2 separate regions of the Hordeum vulgare genome follow, and region 1 is linked to region 2. Evidence: chromatin contacts called from public Hi-C data. All regions are on one chromosome and are shown on one strand. The core of a region is the stretch at or near the end of the contact, and the rest is flanking DNA. Distances in the headings are between cores, read along the strand shown. Region 1 holds the start of LOC123444515 (subtilisin-like protease SBT2.2). Region 2 has its middle 18 kb from the start of LOC123444514.

Region 1 (3,213 bases), core at 403-2,902, 210 kb after region 2:
GGCTTCTTAATATGACCCTGATATTTCCCTTGTAAAGTATTCGGACAGTCCTTTCATTCCCAATGCATATAGTCAAGAGATCTAAGCAATCTTGGCCACCCTCTTGCTTTGGAGATTGCCAAGAGCCTCTCGCTGTCTGCCACAGTTGGTTCTCTCAGGTACCGAGGTCGGCACACCTCGACCATAGCAGTGGCAAATATGACCATGACACCTTCGCACGTGCTCTCAAACATCCGTAGGTATTCGTCCCACGAATCAGCGGTCGTGCTATATGCAAGCATCCGGAGTGCGACCGTGCACTTCTGGTAACCAGAGAAGCCAATCGTTCCTACGACGCCCTTCTTCAGAATGAAGTGGTCATCGTATGATTGGACACCATGGTACAAACGATCGAAGACAATGATGCACATCCAAAAACACCAGCGAAAATGGTCAACGAATAGTGCATCGAGGGCAAAGTAGTCGACCATTAGTGTCAAATGCCCCCGCGTGCTGTTGCGGTTGAGCACTCGATGACCCTTGATCGAGCCCTTGAAATTGAGAACATGCTCCTCCGCACGCTCTGCGTTTCAAGGACCACGTGCATCATCGCCGTCTCATGGGAGGAGTAGTCCTCCTCGTTCGACGACTCAACATAATGCTCGTATATGTACCTCAAATCGAAATCCATCGGTAGAAAGAAGAAGGGACAACTATTTTCAGCTCCAGCGATTCATCAAACAATTGCCGAGCATTATGAGAATACCAGTAGAGGATGGTACCTGGCGGGGCGGTCAGAGGACATGAGCTGAACGGAGACGGAGGAGAACCGACTAGGAGCCCGCTAGAGCGCCGGAGGGTGATAGAGACGCGGAATTCCGGTAGGGGTGTGGCGTGGTGGAGCGATAACGAAGGCAAGAGAAAAAATGGAGAAAAATGAGGAGGATTGGGTCACATGGTCCATGAAGGATTTTGGATGGGCCAGGGATGACGGATGATGACATTTTTCGTGTCCGAATTCGCGCAAACATGCCCCGCTTTTTCCGGTTTGTGAAAAAAATCATGTCCGGACTATCTCGCATTGGATGGCTCCCACAGTCCGGACGGATGCGGGTGACTTATGGGTCCGACTTGAATATGTGCTAACAGAAATCGGAGGAGGAAAGTTATTTTTTTCCTGAGAAAAAAAACTGGCACCGGAAGCTTCTTTTCACCGTTTTTTGTGCGAGTTCCTTTGCTCTACGGTGAAAATGTAGACGTGGTGCAAAGCCGGCGGGCGAACAGCTGGAAATCACTGCGCAATTCCCGAGGCTGTAGAAATCCGAGGTGTCCCCTCCCCCAAGTTTCCTTCCTCGAAATATGAGGTGTCCCCTCCCCAAAGATCGTACCAGTACGCATTTTCATCGTACGTACGTACGTACGTAGTATACATCATCTCTCTTTCTTCCTTCCCGGAAAGCTGATCCTGTTATTACTGTAGCCACCACCTTCCACCCCTTTCACACAAGCATACTGTAGTAGTATCATGATACTCCAATACACCACCAAATTACAGCACAATACAGAATACACCCCAGGAGTCAGGACCAGGAGGCACCGGCGCACAGCAACAAAAGACCAACAAGGTGGAGGCGCCCACGCCAAAGCGGCGGCAGCACCGCAGCAGCAGCAGGCGAGGAGTGCTTTGGCCGCTGCAGTGGTCACTTCTTTATTGCGTGCTCCCCTCCCCCTCCTCCACTCCCCACGCTTGACTCGGGCACACGGCTTAAAAGCGCACGCCTCGCTCGCCCCTCGCCATTATTCCGCCGCGTGCAACACCACCAGTCCTCCTGCTCCCATGGGCGACGGGTGCAGCTAATCTTCCTCGGGGATTCCTGCCGCCCCTCCCCCTCTGGAGCTTCGGGGCGGCGAGGCGCGCTCTGAGGCAATGGGGGTGGCGCGGAGGGAGCAGCGGGCTGCCCCCCTCCTGTGGGCGGCGGTTCTTGCGGTGGCGCTGCTGGCCGGCGCACGCGGCGGCTCCGAGGAGGGCACCGCGGTGTACATTGTGACCATGCAGCAGGCGGCGGTGTCCCACAAGCGCCTCGACCCGGAGAGGGTTGGGAGCAGCAGCGTTGCCGCCGGCGGCGGCGGCGGCGGAGGGGATAACCCGGCCACCAGCATCCTCAGGAAGCCGAGGTGGGCGTCTCTCTTGCCGAAAAGTTCCCCAGTTCTCGTGCGTCTATATAGTGTCAATCAATCCCCCCCTCACTTTTTTTCCTGTGATTTTCGCCTCTTCGATTCCGCAGTTTGCTCTTAGAAAAACTGATTCCCCCGAGAAAATAGCACTTTACTAATCAGGGGCAGTTTTGGCCAAATTTGATTATGCTAGTATTATTCAGGTGATTGGGATGTCACTGCAGCCGTATTTCTTAATCAGCCGACTACTATGTTTACATTGTATGTAATTACTACTAGTTGAAATTCATTTTTTTACCCTCATTTGCATCAATGTATGAACTGATTATTCTCAACCATATATTTGATCAGGCCCACTTAGTTTCTCTAAGGTGAAAATTGCAGGTTATTTATCAGTACAGTAATTAACCGAAGTCACCTTTACACTTTACTCCCAAGATATATATATATATATATATATATATATATATATATATAGAGAGAGAGAGAGAGAGAGAGAGAGAGAGAGACAGCTGGAAACCCTTTTTTCTTAGGAAACCGTGCACCTTTTTGTTTTGTTTTGACAATTGGCTAGTGCAGTCATCTTAACATACTCCTACTGTATGTAGTACTTATTTACTAGCCAGTACATTTATTAACAACAACTTGAAAGTACCCATAGAATATCTAAAATTTTGATTTTAGAATGTCTTTCCTTTTTGGATTGACATAACTTAATTCTTCCGGTCTCTACTTTCGTCTACTTGTTGCGTGCTACAATGAAGTGTCATTCTTCAACAGGTTTTGGCTAAAAATAGTATATTTTCTGACGATTAATTATTGATTTAACTTCTTATCTGAGAAGGTCCAGCAGTTATTTTCCATGGAATGACATGAGTGCGATTTATTTCCTTCTCATTCTAATATTAACCATGGTAATGCAGGCATGCTTCACCTGAATCTGTGAATTATGGTTCACTCCTAGTGCGCCTTCAAAATTCGCTCCTGAAGAAGACACTAAGAGGAGAGCACTACATAAAATTGTACAGTTACCACTACTTGATCAATGGTTTTGCTGTT
Region 2 (3,395 bases), core at 480-2,979:
GCTTCCCACGTACTCGCCGTCGCCCCGGACGGGTCCAGGGGTGCAGCAACAATAACTTGAGCTCAAGTGATAAACCAGCGAGGCTCTGTCGGAGAGCAGTTGTTGAAGGTGCAGGCCGAGGAGAGGAGGACCACCAGGCAGGATGAAGATCGAAGAAGACGGCGCATGGTCCACGGCCCGTGATCGGGTGTCAGCAGGCATTCAGGTCGGCCATCGTGTCTCAGAACGTCCTGACAAGTCCCGTGGCACGGCAGGGTAGCGCCACATACATACATACATGGATGATGCTACGGAGTATGGACCACGGAGTGTATTCGACCGGACCGGAGACGCACGCGGTCGAGTCGTAACAAATCTGGTGGGGGGAGGCTGAACCGGGTCACAGGAAGCTTGCCCGGCCGGGCTCACGGGCCTTGGCCAGCGGCGGCACAGACGCAGGAACTAGCTCGTGTCTCGTAGCAGTCCCACTACAACTACACGCGTGCGTTGTGGTTGCCTGCCTGCCTGCCTGCCTTTGAGCTGCGGCTGTAGCTTAGTTTGCAGAGATGAACACCGTTAATACTTCGAGTCTTTAGCTACTGTTCTACCTGGTGTTATTAGTCCAATACGTAGTTCTCAAGGCCGTAGCATGTCGCGATGCCTTTACACTTGCGGTCGATCTATCTTTGAACCGTTTGGTAATTGTCTGCTGTTGCAAATTAATTATGAACGACGTAAAGAAGGGATTGGAAGGCCTCTATATAGCTATTGTGAAATGAAAGAGATAAACAGAAGAGGAGTCTGTTGTACTAATGTGATTTTATATTTGAAGGTTAAGTTTTGAATCAGGAGGCCCACAATCTCGTAAAATTTGTTGTATCGCTTCCTCAGGGTCGGCATACGTGGCTTATATCCGCATGACCCTCTTTGTATCCCGCTGAATGTTGTTCAATTTTTGTAAAGTTTGGGATCCCTCAAGAAGAAAAAATCTACTACCTCGCTTCAGCTGAGTCGAGCATGAACCCATGTGAGAAGGACCCACGGAACCGAACTGACCGTGGAAGAGAAAACAACGAAAAGCGAGCTGGTGGCCTCGCTGCATGCGGCGACGGACAGCGTGCAGGTGCTACAGGACGGACAGCGACGACGGGAGGAATCTTTGGCGATGGGGCACTCATGGCGAGGAGCGTATGCGGCCTGGCTTTGAGTATAGTAGTAGTGAAACGAAACAAATGCCGGGGCCACGACCACGAGTAGTAGGAGTAGAAACAACCTTTGAGTGATTCACGCCGTGAAGGATCGATCGATTCCCGGAGGTGATTGACAATTGGTTCGGCCGGCCAAGGCAAAGAGGCAATGATTCCACCCTTTCGATCCCTCTCGTTTCCTACCCTTTCTGTCTGCTCGTCCTCACAAACAGGCAAGTCGCCGTGCCAAGGCAAGCAAGACGACCAGTCAGATCAGCGCCCATGGAAGGTCTCGATCGACCGGCTCTCCAATAGCTGCTCCGGCGAGCGGTGGCCGGCGCGTGCAAAACGCGGAGGAGTCACGGCGGCAGCGGCAGCAGAAGCAGAAAAGCAAAAAATACCTGCCATGATTAACTTCAACTCCCTCCCTCCCTCCAAAGTCCAAACGGAAGGAAGGCCATGGAGTGGTCTAATTTTCTTTCACTCGGGGCCACAAGGAGACGGGAACCCGACAGTGCGTGTTGCTCGCATGCTTTTCCCGGGAACCTGGTTGACCACCTGTAGCCCGCCTGCCCGCGCGCAGCACAGCAATGCTGGACCCTTCGCCCGCTTCCTCACGTGATTGTATTGATCACTTGTGTCGTGTGCGTTTCGTGTCACGTCACCATCGGTTTGAGTCACTTGGCACTTTGGCAGGTGGACCTTGATTCTAGGGTTTGAGTCCGTGAAAGATGTTGGCGATGATTTATTTGATGCTGGTTGAGGATAGATAAACTCATGGGCTGCATGCCAAGACTGAACCACAGAATTTTGTGCTACCCGGTAGAGAGTGCTTGGTCTTGTGCTCCGCATACTTTTTTGGATGGTCTGTTTCAGCTGCGGCCGATGCCACATGCCCATATCCCACATGTGTTCGAGATCTTCTGGCGAATGAAAAATTAAGGTTCGTTTGTGATCAGAAAAATAAACATGATTGTAGTGCCGTATGCCACATTTCCTTTTATGATGAAAGAGCGACTTTGTTGATCAAGTAATAAGGTTGCAATCATCCAGCATAGTGGAGTAATTGAGGGGGGTGTTTGACAAAAGGTAAACGTTTGGGAACGCTTCGGCATGCCAAGCGCGCGTCATAGGATTAAAGCTATTCTATCGTGTGGTTGGTCGCGATTTTTTTACTACAGTCGGTGTTGATTTTTGCTACAACCGTCCACTAAAAAAGCCGCATCCATGTTCGTGAGAGTTGCCACCCGAGTTCGTTGGGTTTTTTTCTACATCTGATGTCGATTCTTGCTAAATCTGGACGTGGGCAGCCGGGCCCGGCCGGGCAGGGCTTGCAGTTCGGGCTGGGTTTTCAAGCCCGAGCAGCAATTCGGGCCGGGCTCGGGCTTGCACAAATCACCATTTTACACGGAGGTCCGGCCAGGCCCGTCCCGAAAATCCCCTTTTTAGTTCGTTCGGGCCGGGCTCGGGCCCGAGATTTGCATTTTTTGGCCGGGCCGGGCCGGGCTCGGGCGTGAGATTTTTGGTTCGGGCTTTCCAAAGCCCGACCCGATGTACGCCCAGGTTTAATTTTTGTTATAACCGTCCACTAAAAAAGCTGCATCCACGTTTATGACAGTTGCAACCCAAGTTCGTCGAATTTTTTGCTACAACCGATGTCGATTTTTGCTACAACCGGTATCGATTTTTGCTACAATGGCTCCACCCGGTGTGCCCCTTGTGTGTCGTCTTCTACCTCGCAAAAATAAAAAAACATGGATCCACCGCTCCGCACGGGCACACCTTCACTCCTCCCTCATCGTCGTCGTTGTTGACGTCCCTCATGAGCTCCGGCGAGGTCCCGCCCCTGCGGCTGCCAGGATTGCATCAACCATTGATTCTAGCGTGATTAGCCATGGATGCAACACTAAAAATACCCAGGTCGGTCAGATCCGGCCTGCTGGCGCAAAATTGATTGCAGCTGGATTGGACGGTTGTGCGACGACCGACCAAAAACGATTGGGTCGGTGCGCCGGCGCAGAGTACTGTCCTTGACAAAAACAAACAACTGATCTAGTAAAATTTGCTAAAGAGACTGTAACATTTGTTTTCTGACGTCAAACACCTTGGATTTCATAAAGTGTGGTCGCCGCAATATTGTCGGCCACTCCACGACTTACATCAGCGGGAAATTTTGAGATCCACAAAGTATGGTCACTCTGAATTCCCGTCGCACCTAGACTTGCTAGC

Evidence for each region. Hi-C and Micro-C count contacts between places; a contact is called where the count stands out from the background.
Region 1: a contact with region 2 is called in a Hi-C map of leaf, with 3 times the contacts expected there. The contact joins the promoter of LOC123444515 here to the enhancer-like site in region 2. A contact is called at or near these places in 1 of 6 Hi-C or Micro-C datasets (leaf) and 1 of 1 datasets of contacts at active chromatin or transcription factors (embryo).

Annotation. Positions count from the first base shown.
Region 1 is chr3H:502,067,705-502,070,917 of MorexV3_pseudomolecules_assembly, forward strand. It overlaps LOC123444515 (subtilisin-like protease SBT2.2), which reads left to right and starts at 1,653. Exons shown (of 10, transcript XM_045121248.1): 1 at 1,653-2,154; 2 at 3,078-3,213. The coding sequence starts at 1,907.
Region 2 is chr3H:501,859,037-501,862,431 of MorexV3_pseudomolecules_assembly, forward strand. No RefSeq gene overlaps it. Among protein-coding and RNA genes, the nearest start is that of LOC123444514, 18 kb to the left of the region's middle. Within about 2 kb of position 1,730, at least 3 of the 3 cell types and tissues checked have open chromatin away from gene starts, as enhancers often do. A contact at or near this core is called in leaf, where this site is marked.